Regions from separate parts of the Pan troglodytes genome. Here region 1 is linked to region 2. A link is a contact called in public HiChIP or PLAC-seq data. All regions are on one chromosome and are shown on one strand. Each heading gives the region's core, a stretch centred on a gene start, on an enhancer-like site or on the middle of the called end of the contact. The rest is flanking DNA. Distances are from core to core; before and after follow the strand shown. Region 1 holds the start of INO80 (INO80 complex ATPase subunit). Region 2 holds the start of VPS18 (VPS18 core subunit of CORVET and HOPS complexes).

Region 1 (6,817 bases), core at 3,258-5,757, 220 kb after region 2:
CCAGCCTGGGCTACAAGAGCAAAACTCTGTCTCAAGAAAAAAAAAAAAAAAAAGTTTTTGCGGGGAGGAGGGAAAAAAAAACCTCTTGCCCAACAGAATAGGTGTCTTCAGACTACAAAGCCGTCCAAGATACATTAAAAAATGTTAAGAACCTTGCTCTGGAGGGAATAGCTCTGTTGCCCAGGCTGGAGTGCAGTGGCACAATCAGGGTTCACTGTAGCCTCAACCTCCCAGGCTCAACCAAACCTCCCATCTCAGCTTTCCAAGTAGCTGAACTATAGGCACACGCCACCCTAGTCCAAAAATTTTATTTTCTGTAGAGATGAGGTCTCCCTATATTGACCAGGCTGGTCTCAAGCTCCTCAAGCTCATGTGATCCTCCCTCCTCTGCCTCCCAAAGTGCTGGGATTACAGGTGGAAACCACTACGCCTGGCCGAAAATACTCTTCAAAATATTTTTGGGGAAGGCAGAAGGACTATAACAAAAATAGAATAGTGGTTCTGTCATTTACTGGCTATGTGATTTAACTTGGTTTCAATTTTCTCATCTGTAAAATGAGAATTACTACCAAGAAGTTTCATGAAAATTAAAATAATATATAAACTATCTACCATACTGACTGACTCACAAGAGTTGTCTGATATTAGTGCCTATGCCCTTCTCATTCTCTATATGCTATAGCCTATCATATCAAGATTTTGATACTTTAGATCCAACTTTAAAACTTTTCAACTGTTAGCTGGACACAGTGGCTCACGCCTGTAATCCCAGCACTTTGGGATGCCAAGGCAGGCAGATCACAAGGTCAAGAGATCAAGACCATCCTGGCCAAACATGGTGAAACCCCATCTCTACTAAAAATACAAAAATTAGCCAGGCGTGTTGGCATGCGCCTGTAGTCCCAGCTACTTGGGAGAATGAAGCAGGAGAATTTCTTGAACCCAGGAGGCAGAGGGTGCAGTGAGCCTAGATCGTGCCACTGCATTCCAGCCTGGCGACAGGGCAAGACTCCATCTCAAAAAAAAAAAAAAAAAAAAACTTTTCAACTGTTTTCCTACAAAAACTTAGTCTCCTATTAACCCCAACCCACTTTGTCCACTCTAAAATCCACTGCATCCTAGCGTTTATATTTCATGTGTATTTTGTTGTTGTTGTTGTTGAGCCAGCTCGGGCTGTGTTGCCCAGGCTGGAGTGCAGTGGCTCGATCTCGGCTCACTGCAATCTCTGCCTCCTGGGCTCAAGCCATCCTCTCACCTCAGCATCCCAAGTAGCTGGGACTACAGGTGCACATCACCATGCTTAGCTAATTTTTGTATTTTCTGTAGAGACAGGGTTTTGCCATGTTGCCCATGCTGATTTCAAACTCCTGAGCTCAAACGATCCGCCTGCCTCAGCCTCCCAAAGTGCTGGGATTACAGGTGTGAGCCACCAAGCCTAACCTATTTAATGTGAATTTGTATGTTGGCATATAAAATCCCCTAGCCAGTTTTGTTTTGTTTTTTTGAGACAGAGTTTTGCTCTCATTGCACTCCACTGGAGTGCAGTGGCTCAATCTCGGCTCACTGCAACCTCCGCCTCCCGGGTTCAAGAGATTCTCCTGCCTCAGCCTCCTGAGTAGCTGGGATTACAGGTGCGCGCCACCATGCCCAGCTAATTTTTTGTATTTTTGGTAGAGTCAGAGTTTCACCATGTTGGCCAGGCTGGTTTCGAACTCCTGACCTCAGGTGATCCACCTGCCTCAGTCTCCCAAAGTGCAGGGATTACAGGCATGAGCCACCGCACCCGGCCAACAAACTTTCATTAAGTGAACCTCTAACACCACAGCTTATAATTAGTTTTGTTTTGTTTTTAGAGACAGGGTCTCGCTCTCCACCCAGGCTTGAGTGCGCTGGCACAATCATAGCTCACTAGGGACTCAAGTGATCCTCTTGCCTCCTGAGTAACTGGGACTACAGGCTTGAGACACCATGCCCAGCAGAATAGCTCTCGATTTGTTGCTTTGGCTTAATCACATTTCCACCTTGATGTACTCAAAATGTTTTTATTAGTCATAAACTTTTCTAATCACATTTGTGCTCACTACAATTATTTCCTATCACAATTTACAGACTTTCAAAAATTGATTTGGTTTCTACTGAAATAAAACGTAGAGGAAAAGAACACAGTAAGCTAAAATGATGGAATTCAATCCCTTAAAAACAAAATTCAGCCGGGCACGGTGGCTCACGCCTGTAATCTCAGCACTTTGGGAGGCCAAGGTGGGTGGATCACGAGGTCAGGGGCTCGAGACCAGCCTGACCAACATGGTGAAACCCCGTCTCTACTAAAAATACAAAAATTAGCTGGGCGTGGTGGCGGGCGCCTGTAATACCAGCTACTCAGGAGGCTGAGGCAGGAGAATTGCTTGAACCCGGGAGGCGGAGGCTGCAGTTAGCCAAGATCACGCCACTATACTCCAGCCTGGGCGACAGAGCCAGACTCTGTCTCAAAAAACAAAACAAAAAAAAACACATTCATTTTAAAGTCTAGAAGGTATGCAACTTTTACCACACATAATGATCTCAAATTGTTTTATAGGAGGAGGAGCTTGGAAATTTCAAACATAAAATGCAACTAGAACAGAATATTATTTGGCATTAAAAGCAAATGAGGCCATGTGCGGTGGCTCATGCCTATAATCCCAGCACTGTGGGAGGCCAAGGCAGGCGGATCACTTGAGGTCAGGAGTTCGAGACCGGCCTAGCCAACATGGTGAAACCCCGTTTCTACTAAAAATACAAAAATTAGCCGGGTGTGGTGGCAGCCGCCTGTAATCCCAGCTACTCGGGAGGCTGAGGCACGAGAAGTGCTTGAACCTGGGAGGCGGAGGTCGCAGTGAGTCGGGACCCCGCCACTGCACTCCAGCCTGGACGACAGAGCGAGACTCAGTCTCAAAAAAAAAAAAAAAAAAAAAGGAATTAAGTACTGATACGTGCTACAACACGGATGAACCTTGAAAACACCATGTTAAGTGAAACAAACTAGGCAAAGAAAGATACATATGTTTCTTTTTTTAGGTAAATTTAGGCAAAAAATATATTAATAGTTACCTGAGGCTGGAGGGAGGGGGAATGGGGAGTGACTGCTAAATGGCTTCTAGAGATTCTCTTTTAGGGTGATGAATTAAATAGTGGTTGATGGCTACAGAATTTAATAAATATAGTTTTAGAAAATTACTTAATTATACGCTTTAAAAAGCGGAATTTTTTGGTATTTGAATCATATTTCAATAAAGCTACTATTTAATTTAAGTTGCCACTGAAAAGCCACAATAATTTTGTTGTGGAGGAAATAATGAAAGTCACTGACTGGAAAAGTAACCTGTGACGTTAGCCAGGTCAACCTCCAAATTCCTTCCCCCATTTCTAACAAGTACATCAAACTAGAGACAGTGTGTGAATCAAAGAATTCCAGGCACAGTTGGCTGTTAACTAGAATAGTAAGTGGCTTCCTAGGCTGTCATTCCTAAACTGTAGGGGGCTTCTAGCCTCGGAGATTACGGAAGTAGTACTTTTCATTAGCGAGCTCAAGAAGGAATGTCAAAATAGGATGACACTTTCCTAGTCGCTATGTAAAAACCTAAAAAACCAGAAGAGGTGTCATCTAGACACTCCCAAGTCTATGCAGGTGTCAGCCTGCCCCCACCCAACACCAGCCAGCAGCGTGCACCATTCAACCGTATCTCAACTTGCCCCTTACAAAATGACACACTAACAAGCCCTTAGATCTCATTTGTTTAAAATGACAGATATACAACCTTCACGGGGTTCCCACTCAAGGCCTTCCAGCCTCCGCCCTGCCCCTGCCCACCCCCAAACCTACACACGTGTTAGCCCGACACCGCCCCACCGGGTCCCACGTGCACCTGATCTAACACACTCCCCACGTGTGGGCGCCCCACGGGCTTCCTCAGGTGGCTGAGGTCACCGCATGACCCCGGGTCTCCAGAGATATGAAACGGGAAGGACAAGGCCCTAGTCCCTGAGGTCCCAACCCTGCGGGGAGTGTCCACACCCATCCTCCATACTAACCCCAACAAATCCAAGGGCCGGGGGCGACGGCCCCTTTAAGACGCGGCCCAGTTGTCGCCCGCAGAGAGGGGCGCAACAAGACCTACACAACCCCCACTCCGTTCGCCCGCCCACGTCTAGTTGCCTCACCTCGGGCCGCCTGGCCCCGCCGCCGCGACGGCGGCGGAGGGGGGGCGGGGTGCGGGCGGGGTCCGGAGGGGGGGGTCGCCCCGCCGACGGTGGAGCCGCGGTTCGCTCTCTGAGGCCGTGGGACGGTGACTGCGTTGGGCGTGGACGCTCCTAGCTCGCTCCCTCCGCGGCTCCTGGGACCCCAAGATGGCGGCGGCGCTGAGGCGGCTGCGGGCGCTGGGCCGGCGGCGGCGGCGGCCACTTTCACTCACTGAGAGGAGCGGAGCAGGGACACGGGGAGCCATGGCGGGGGGGAGGAGAGGCGCCATAGCCAGGCCAGAACAATCGAGCCGCTACACGGGTGGCTTACCCCCACCCCGCCCACACTCACTGCTCATCCCCTGCCCGTGGCCACCCGTAGTGCCGCTGCCGTCGGCCTCGCGCAGCTCGCACCCCGCCGCTGCCACCTGACGCCCCGTGCGAACCGGGGTTCGAGGGGAGACCCTGATCCATGCCATCTGAGTACAGATTGGTCGGGACTGGGACTGGCGAAGATTGCCGAAAGGCGGCGGGGAGGAGGAGGAGGATGTCATCGCTACAGTGAGCAAGCAGATCTCGCAGGAGAAAATGTCGCGAGAGCTTTCCAGGCCCGCAACCGCCGATGCAAGGTTACTTTTCCCGGAAGTAACGTCAATCGAAACCGCCCGGGATCCTGGGATATTTGTTCCCGCAGGCTAGAAGTGGGAAGGTGCAGCCAAGTTGATAAGATCTCTTTAGGGGAAGGAGAGGCTCGCAGCTGGTATTTTGTTACTAGTTTCTGACCCCTTTGGATGGGGTTGTAGATTGTCGGGGAAGTGCCTGGTGTGTAGTTCGACTACTATACAGTTATTAGTTTGGGGCTCCCATTTAGACTCTGGGAGCAAGAACGCTATAGGTTAGGTAGGACAGCATAGTTAGATAAGATGTCTATGTGAAGGTTGTGGGATACAAGGACTTGGGAACACGCAGACCTGTTATCGGAAATGCCAGCCTGTTCTCACATCCACACAGTGTGCCTCTGAAAAGCGAATAATTGCTTTTACCTGTGCCAATTCTACAATTTGAGTCCACCGCCACCCACATTTACTAAACTTGGGGTCTCGCTATGTTGCCCAGTCTACTGGGCTGGTTCCCAGTCTCCTGGCCTGAAGTGATCCTCCTGCCTGGAAGGATCACCTCAGGCCAAACGTCTCAGAGCAGTCCATCAGACTGGTCAACATAGCGAGACCCCGTCTCTACAAAAAAGACAACATAATAAATGTAATCGACCCAACTACCAGGATGTGTGGTGAGAATTGCCTAGGGTAAGGCCTAGGTGTAGATAAGAATTAGAACTTACTGAAAGTTAAATATGCTGTTAATTCAGTTCCTTTGGGTCTCATTCTTTAATCCATTTTAACCTGGCCCTTAGCATTTAACTAAAAAGTACTTTATTAAGGTCATCAAGTAGCCTTCTTGTGCTGAGTTAACTGACCTTTAAAAAGTTAAATTTGTGGCAGCGTGCAGTGCCACACGCCTGTAATCCCAGCACTTTGGGAGGTCAGGTGGGCGAATCACCTGAGGTCAGGAGTTTGAGACCAGCCTGACCAATATGGTGAAACCCCATCTCTACTAAAAATACAAAAATTAGCCGGGCGTGGTGGCGGGTGCCTGTAGTCCAGCTACTTGGGAGCCTGAGGCAGGAGAATCGCTTGAACCTGGGAGGCGGAGGTTACAGTGAGCCGAGATCGCACCATTGCACTCCAGCCTGGGCAGCAAGAGCGAAATTCCGTATCAAAAAGAAAAAAAAAAATCCATCTCAAAAAGAAAAAGTTACATTTCCAAGCCAGGCGCGGTAGCTCACGCGTGTAATCCCGGCACTTTGGGAGGCTGAGGCGGATGGATCACTTGAGGTCGGGAGTTTGAGACCAGCCTGGCCAACATGGTGAAACCTCGTCTCTACTGAAGAAAAAAAAAAAAGATTAGCCGGGCGTGGTGGCGGGCACCTGTAATCCCAGCTACTCGGGAGTCTGAGGCAGGAGAATCTCTTGAACCTGGGAGGCAGGGGTTGCAGTGAGCCGAGACTGAGCCACTGTACACCCTGGGACAGAGCGAGACTCTGCCTCAAGAAAAAAAAACAAGAGTTAAATTTGCTTGAATGCATGGCCAGGCACGGTGGCTCACGCCTGTAATCCCAGTACTTTGGGAGGCCTAGGCAGGCAGATCACGAGGTCAGGAGTTTGAGACCAGCCTGACCAACCTTGAAACCCTGTCTCTACTAAAAATACAAAAATTAGCTGGGCATGATGGCGCGCGCCTGTAATCCCCCCAGCTACTCAGGAGGCTGAGGCAGGGGAATCGCTTGAACCCCGGAGGCGGAGGTTGCAGTGAGCGGAGATCTAGCCATTGCACTCCAGCCTGGGCAACAGAGTAAGACTGTCTTTAAAAAAAAAATGCTTAAAGGCAAAAGTATGATATATAATTGGCCCTTATATCTGCGGGTTCAATATCCATGGATTCAACCAACAGCAAATCAAAAATACTCAAAAAATAGGCTGGGCTCAGTGGCATACACCTGTAATCCCCAGCACTTTGAGAGGCTGAGCCAAAGTGTCACTTG
Region 2 (6,393 bases), core at 1,245-3,744:
GGACTACAGGCGCCCGCCACCACGCCCGGCTAATTTTTTTTGTATTTTTAGTAGAGACAGGGTTTCACCATGTTAGACAGCATGGTCTCGATCTCCTGACCTTGTGATCCGCCCGCTTCGGCCTCCCAAAGTGCTGGGATTACAGGCGTGAGCCACTGCGCCCGGCCTGTAAATTTTAAATTATTTCAAACAGAAAATCTTTTTTTTTTTTTTTTTAATAGAGACAAGTTCTCACTATGTTGCCCAGGCTAGTCTTGAACTCCTGGACTCAAGTGATCCTCCTGCCTCAGCCTCCCAAACTGCTGGGATTACAGGGGTGAGCCACTGCACCCAACCAGAAAATTTATTTTTAATTAAGTCAATTAAATCATTCCTTTTAATCTTGGTCTTAACTAAGTCAACAATTACTACTGGTAGTTAACTTGTATAGAGCATTTTGTATTGAGGCACAGCTTTGGGTGATTTGCATAATATGCTATTATACTCACAATACTCACCTTACAAATATAGAAACTGAGACATGAGAGAGCTCATTCATGCAACTTTTAACAACTGTTTATGAGTGAGTTAGTGAGTGTCCTGGAAGAGTTTGCCCATGGTCTGGGCTCCTCCAGGGAGTGCCCTGCAGTTGTCTCATGTGCCACTGTCCAGGCTGAGCTCAATCAAGTGACCCTACCCCTCTTCACCGGGATCCTCCTCCTTGACCATTATGTCACTGCCACCATCTGCCAGGTCTCCCCAGGAGTCATCCTGCACTCTTCTGTCACTTCTCAAATCTAACTTGACACCAAGTCCTGGGGGCCCTTCTTCGGAAAGTTCTCCCCAGCCTATGTTCTTTCTCCTGTTTGGGTCCTCACTGCTTCTCCTTTGCCTCTGCTCGGGTCTCATCTGCTCTGAGGGGATCTCCACCTAAGCCACCACCCATTTTTCCAGAACCCACATCATATACTCTCTCAACCCCAACCAAAACCTTCCCATGGCCCATTGAATAACTTTGCAACCTGGCCACAGCCCGCCTCATTCCCTCCACTCCCTAGCACTCCAGCGTTGTACCCCAAAATCACACTGCTTGCAGGCCATTGCTGTTTTCTTTTCCTTTCCTTTCCTTTTTCCTTCCTTCTTTGCTTTCTGTTTTTCTTTTTTTGAGGCAGAGTCTCACTCTGTCACCCAGGCTGTAGTGTAGTGGCACAACCTTGGTTCACTGCAACCTCTGCCTCCCAGGTTGAAGCGATTCTCCTGCCTTAGCCTCCCGAGTAGCTGGGACCACAGGCATGCACCACCACACCTGGCTAGTTTTTGTATTTTTAATAGAGATGGGGTTTTGCCATGTTGGCTAGGCTGGTCTCAAACTACTGGACTCAAGTGATCCTCCCACCTTAGCCTCCCAAAGTGCTGGAATTACAGGTGTGAGCCACCGTGCTCAGCCCTGCTCTTGGTTTTCTTGAGGACTGCATAATACCTTCTCTTTTTGCCCTTAGAGGTCCTACATGCTCTTCAAGTCTTAGGTCAAATTCAACTGCTTTCTTACACAGATCCTCTCTCTCATTGGCTTAGCAGTCACCTGTTACCTGTCTCATGGTAACTGCTACAATGACTCTGAGGACTAGAGGCTGGTGCGTATGTCTCTAGCTGTGAGTTCCCTAAGGCACCTCTGTATCTTCATGCTCAGAAATCACTGGGTTATTTCCTGCAGTTTCTATCAAAGCAAAATGTCCACACTGCATCATTAGGGGCCCCCAAATGGCCAGAATAAGAAAAGCCAGCTGGGTGCAGTGGCTCGCACCTGTAATCCCAGCTACTGGGAAGGCTGAGACAGGAGAATGGTTTGAGCCCAGGTGTTTAGATGAGCTATGATCACATCACTGCACTCCAGCCTGGGTGACAGAGCAAGATCCCATCTCTAAAAAGAGTTCTGAGGGATCCAGAGAGGCTTCAGGAAGGAGGAGGACTTGAGAGAGACTGTCAGATGAAAGTCACATTTAGAGTTTATTAAGCACATGCTCCATGTTGGGCATTATACTATAGCAGTGAGCTTTCACGTGGATCCCTCATTTACTTCTCAGCACAGACCTACTAGGTAGGTATTTGTCTCTGTAGATGAGGAAACTGAAGCTAAGAGCATCAACTGTGCAGTGTCACAGCTAGCAAGTGGCTGGGCAGGGATAAGAGATACAGCTTGCCCTTGGAGATCATACATGCACTTCAAGTCTTGGGTCAAATTCAGCTGCTTTCATACAGGAATCCTCTCTTTTGATGCCCTAGCAGTCATCCCTTACCTGTCTCATTGCAACTGCCACACTGATTCTGTGGCTCTCAAAGAATCCAAAGTCCAGCCTAAGAACTGAAGAAACAGTAGGTGGAAATGCACTGTGGTAATCAACGCATAAGGGAGACTGTACTGAGTCTGCCACAAACAGGGTCCACCCAGGCCTATCCCATACATCCCGGAGAGCCATGGAGCCCAACAATGGGGTGCTGGGGTCCCTGAGGCCATAGCTGGAAGTACTCTGTGTCCCTAAGGCAGCACTCCTATGCTGACCTCCAACTGCTAATGGGCTCCGTGCAGCAGGGACAACCCTCTGCACAGTCCAGACCTGAGGGCAGATGGCAGGTGACCTGGGGGTGAAGTGTTATGTATGGAGCAGGGCAGCTCCCTGTCTGGGATCACTTTTCTTAGAGGAAGCCTCCTGCCTATTGTCCTGCTCCTGCACTTCCCTCCTCGGACCTGGCAACCTCAGGTGGGAAGGCTGCATTGAGGCTGCAGGCTTGGTCAAGAGAAGCAGGACCCTGGTGCGAAGGGAAATGAGCCTGGACGGCATACCTGTCACCTGCCCCAGGACTAGTGCCCCTCCAAGCCAGAGAGCCCAGATAGCCCTCAGTGGGGCTGGTGAGAGTCACAGTTCTCCGCACGTGGCCAGGAAGTTGAGCAAGAGTAACCCAACCACATAAGGTATGGTGCAAACCTGGAAACTTCTGAGAGCAAAGGGATGCTCTTAGTTGTTAGGCGGGGGCCGCCCAGCAGAGCCAGGACGGTGGCCACCCTAGTCTAGAGCCTTCCACTTTAGCAAGGTAGAATCCAAGGGCCCCAGAAGGGAACAGACTCCATCTGGGTCGCCTAAGCAGGTGAGAGAGGAAAACCCAACCACAGTCGCGCCCCAGCCCTCGCAGGTCCCTGGCTGAGGACTCCCCTCTCCACCTCAGGCTGGGCGGCCCACGCCTTCACGCTTGCTCCCACTTGTCCCTCGTTCTTGCTAGGCTTGGCAGGTATTTGTTCCCCGCTCCTTCACGCTCTCAGTGCCGTGGCCACGTCGCTGGGTACGCCCCACCAGGCAAGAGACATTTTCCGTCTTGTTCTCTGCCACGTCCCCAGAGCCTGGAACAGTGCTTGGCACAGAGTGGACGCTCATTCGTGGAGTAAGTGCCTGATGGATAATCCATCACTTGCTTTTCTAGTATGAATGGTCTGTTTACGGGTCCAGCGCCCCTGCTGGCTTACGACCTTTTCCAGGGCGGGGAGGGGCTGTCCTCATCTCTGTGACCCCAGCGCTCAGCCCAAGGCCTGGCACAGAGTAAGTGCTCAACCACATTTTGGTGAATGAGTGAATGGAAGCGGCCCAGCAACCCTGAGCCAAGGAGCCACTGTGGGGCAGGTCAGGGCGGTTCCTGGCACAGGGCTTCCCACTAGCCTGGCCACCAGCTCTGCGGTCTCCTGGAAGCTGGGGGGCGTTTGGGTAAGGGAGAAGAGTGGCCAGGACTTGTCTGCGTGTGCCCTGTGACGGTGGGATAGAGACAGCGATTGGATTGAGGAACGGGAGGTTCCCCGAGGCCGTTTAGAGAGGCGGGAGCGGGAGCTGGTCAGGGAGGCTGGACAGACCACCCGAGGGAGCGGAGCTTGGGCACGAAAGCCAAAACTGGGCGGCGCGGGGCGGGTGGGGAAGGCCGGCTGAGAAAGCCGGGATTGCCTCCTGGTGTCAAAGCTCGGAACTGCAGCAGGATCCTGGGGGCGGGGCTTGTGTTCAGCAGCACTCGCCACGCGCCCAGCCCTCAGCCCTCGTCTCGCCTTCTGCTGGCTGGCCTGGCGACGTTGTGCGCCAGCGTACGCGGGGCTCTGAGAACCCGGAAGTTACGTTTTAGGCCCGCGTCACGGGGGCGGGAGTCAGCTGAGCTGCCGGGGCGAGGTTGGGATCACCTGGCACCGGCTGAAGGGAGCCTGTGATTTTTTTGTAGCGGGGGCGGGGAGTAGGGTGCAAGACTGCGCCAGATTCAAGGACGAGGGCTGCCCTATTATCTCGCTGCATAAGGCAAGAGCAAGAGGATCCTCAGGATTTTAAAGAGGAGGCGACGGCTGCAGGTTCCCAGGATCTGTCAGAGGCTGGGGAGTTACAGCTTCCATTCTGGGGCGACGGGGACCCCGGGGGGGTAGCCCTTTTGTAATCCCCAGGCCCCGGACAAAGAGCCCAGAGGCCGGGCACCATGGCGTCCATCCTGGATGAGTACGAGAACTCGCTGTCCCGCTCGGCCGTCTTGCAGCCCGGCTGCCCTAGCGTGGGCATCCCCCACTCGGGTAAGGAAGAGGAGGGTGCCGCTGCCCCTTTCGGCTCTCCTAGCATTTGCGTGGGAGCAGCGAGGAGGGCAGCTCCAAGAGCTCGGGGTCATCCCCTGGGCCGTGCCTTCCGGGTCTAGGCCCCTGATTCTCCTCAGGCTCTCTTGGCCCCCAGCTGGTGGATAGTCGAAGTTTGAAAGAGCAACGGGAGCTGCCGCGTGATCTAGGCTCTACCGCTAGGGTCCTTTTGAGAGGGAATTGGGGCCCAGATAAGGAATTACTCACCTACAGGGCGCAGTTGGGCTGTTGGGAGAACTTAGAATGGGCTCCCGGCTTCTGCTGATGCTTTTCCCACCAGGCCCTTTCTGGAGGTGGGAGGGAAGGAATGGACAAAGAAAGTGGTGAAGGCGGAGTATTGCAGAGGAAGAAGGGAGGGTCCCAGAGGGAATTTTGTCGCTGAACGGGGAAAATGGAGATGAAATCTTTTTGGCCTTGGCTATAGCTGGGTGCAGCCTGGAGTTTTGGGACGTTTTTGTAGAAAGTAGTGAGTCTCCAGGAGAATGAGGGCGTAGGGAGCCCTGGGGAACTGTTCCAGTGAGTGGAGTTAACGAATTGGAGCTGCTTTCACTCTAGTCTTTACCTTCATTCAATGCTCAAAATATCCCAGCACTTGCCAACTCTACACTGAGGCTCATTACCGCATGGGCAGGGAGGGGGGCAGAGAATGGGGCTATACTACTTCAGTTCAGCTGGGATTGCTGGGCCAAAGACCTGATAAGGGAGAATACCCAGACCACCAGTTCCGTCCCACCCCCACGCAGCCCCATTACCAGTGGGAGCAGGTATGTCATGCTGTGACAGCATCTTAAGGGTTCAAAGAATCAACCCCTCACTGCTGTCAGAGTGTGGAAAGAGCTCCAGACCTCTATTGTAAAGGTGACCAGCAAACGACTTGATATCAAACTATTTGTTAACCAAGGTCCTGGGGACAGGAATATGTCAGGAAAGTGGCGAGGAGCACTGTGGTGTTTTTTCTGCCTCTCCTTGCCCTTCACCTGTCTCTTCCACAGCTAATCTTCTTGTCATTCCTTACCTGTAGGGTATGTGAATGCCCAGCTGGAGAAGGAAGTGCCCATCTTCACAAAGCAGCGCATTGACTTCACCCCTTCCGAGCGCATTACCAGTCTTGTCGTCTCCAGCAATCAGCTGTGCATGACCCTGGGCAAGGATACACTGCTCCGGTAATCAAGGGCTCACAGAGCTTAGGAGTAGGGACTAGAGAGGTGTTTGGGGACTGTTAACTCACTGGGCCTTTCTTCTATTCCAGGCAAGTAAAGCAGTGAATTTGGAGTTTTCAGGAAATATCCTATCCCTTTCCAAAGAGAACCAATACAGGGTAGTGGTTAAGTATCTGGCCTGGCAGGGCATGGTGGCTCACACCTATCATCTCAGCACTTCGGGAGGCCAAGACAAGAGGATCACATGAGATCAGCAGTTTGAGACCAGCCTGGGCAACATAGTGAGACCCCCATCTCTACCAAAACAAATTTTTAAAAATTAGCTAGATGTGATGGTGCAGTCCCAACTACTGGGGAGGCCGAGGCAAGAGGATCACTTGAGCCCAGGAGTTCAAGGCTGCAGTGAGCTGTGTTTGCACCACTGTACTCCTGTCTCTTTAAAAAAAAAAAGTCAGGTGCAGTGGCTCACACCTGTTATCCCAGCACTTTGGGAGGCTGAGGAGGGTGGATCACCTGAGGTCAGGAGTTCGACACCAGCCTGGCCAACATGGTGAAACGCTGTTTCTACTAAAAATACAAAAGTTAGCCGGGCGTGGTGGCAGGCGCCTGTAA

Evidence for each region. HiChIP or PLAC-seq counts read pairs in DNA pulled down with a chosen protein or histone mark.
Region 1: an H3K4me3 HiChIP or PLAC-seq map of stem cell-derived excitatory neurons shows a contact between it and region 2, with 3 times the contacts expected there. The contact joins the promoter of INO80 here to the promoter of VPS18 in region 2. A contact is called at or near these places in 1 of 7 Hi-C or Micro-C datasets (stem cell-derived neural progenitor cells) and 1 of 1 datasets of contacts at active chromatin or transcription factors (stem cell-derived excitatory neurons).

Annotation. Positions count from the first base shown.
Region 1 is chr16:33,082,238-33,089,054 of NHGRI_mPanTro3-v2.0_pri, forward strand. It overlaps INO80 (INO80 complex ATPase subunit), which reads right to left and starts at 4,508. Exons shown (of 36, transcript XM_510320.6): 1 at 4,201-4,508.
Region 2 is chr16:32,861,275-32,867,667 of NHGRI_mPanTro3-v2.0_pri, forward strand. VPS18 (VPS18 core subunit of CORVET and HOPS complexes) reads left to right here and starts at 2,495. Exons shown (of 5, transcript XM_523187.7): 1 at 2,495-4,564; 2 at 5,643-5,784. The coding sequence starts at 4,474.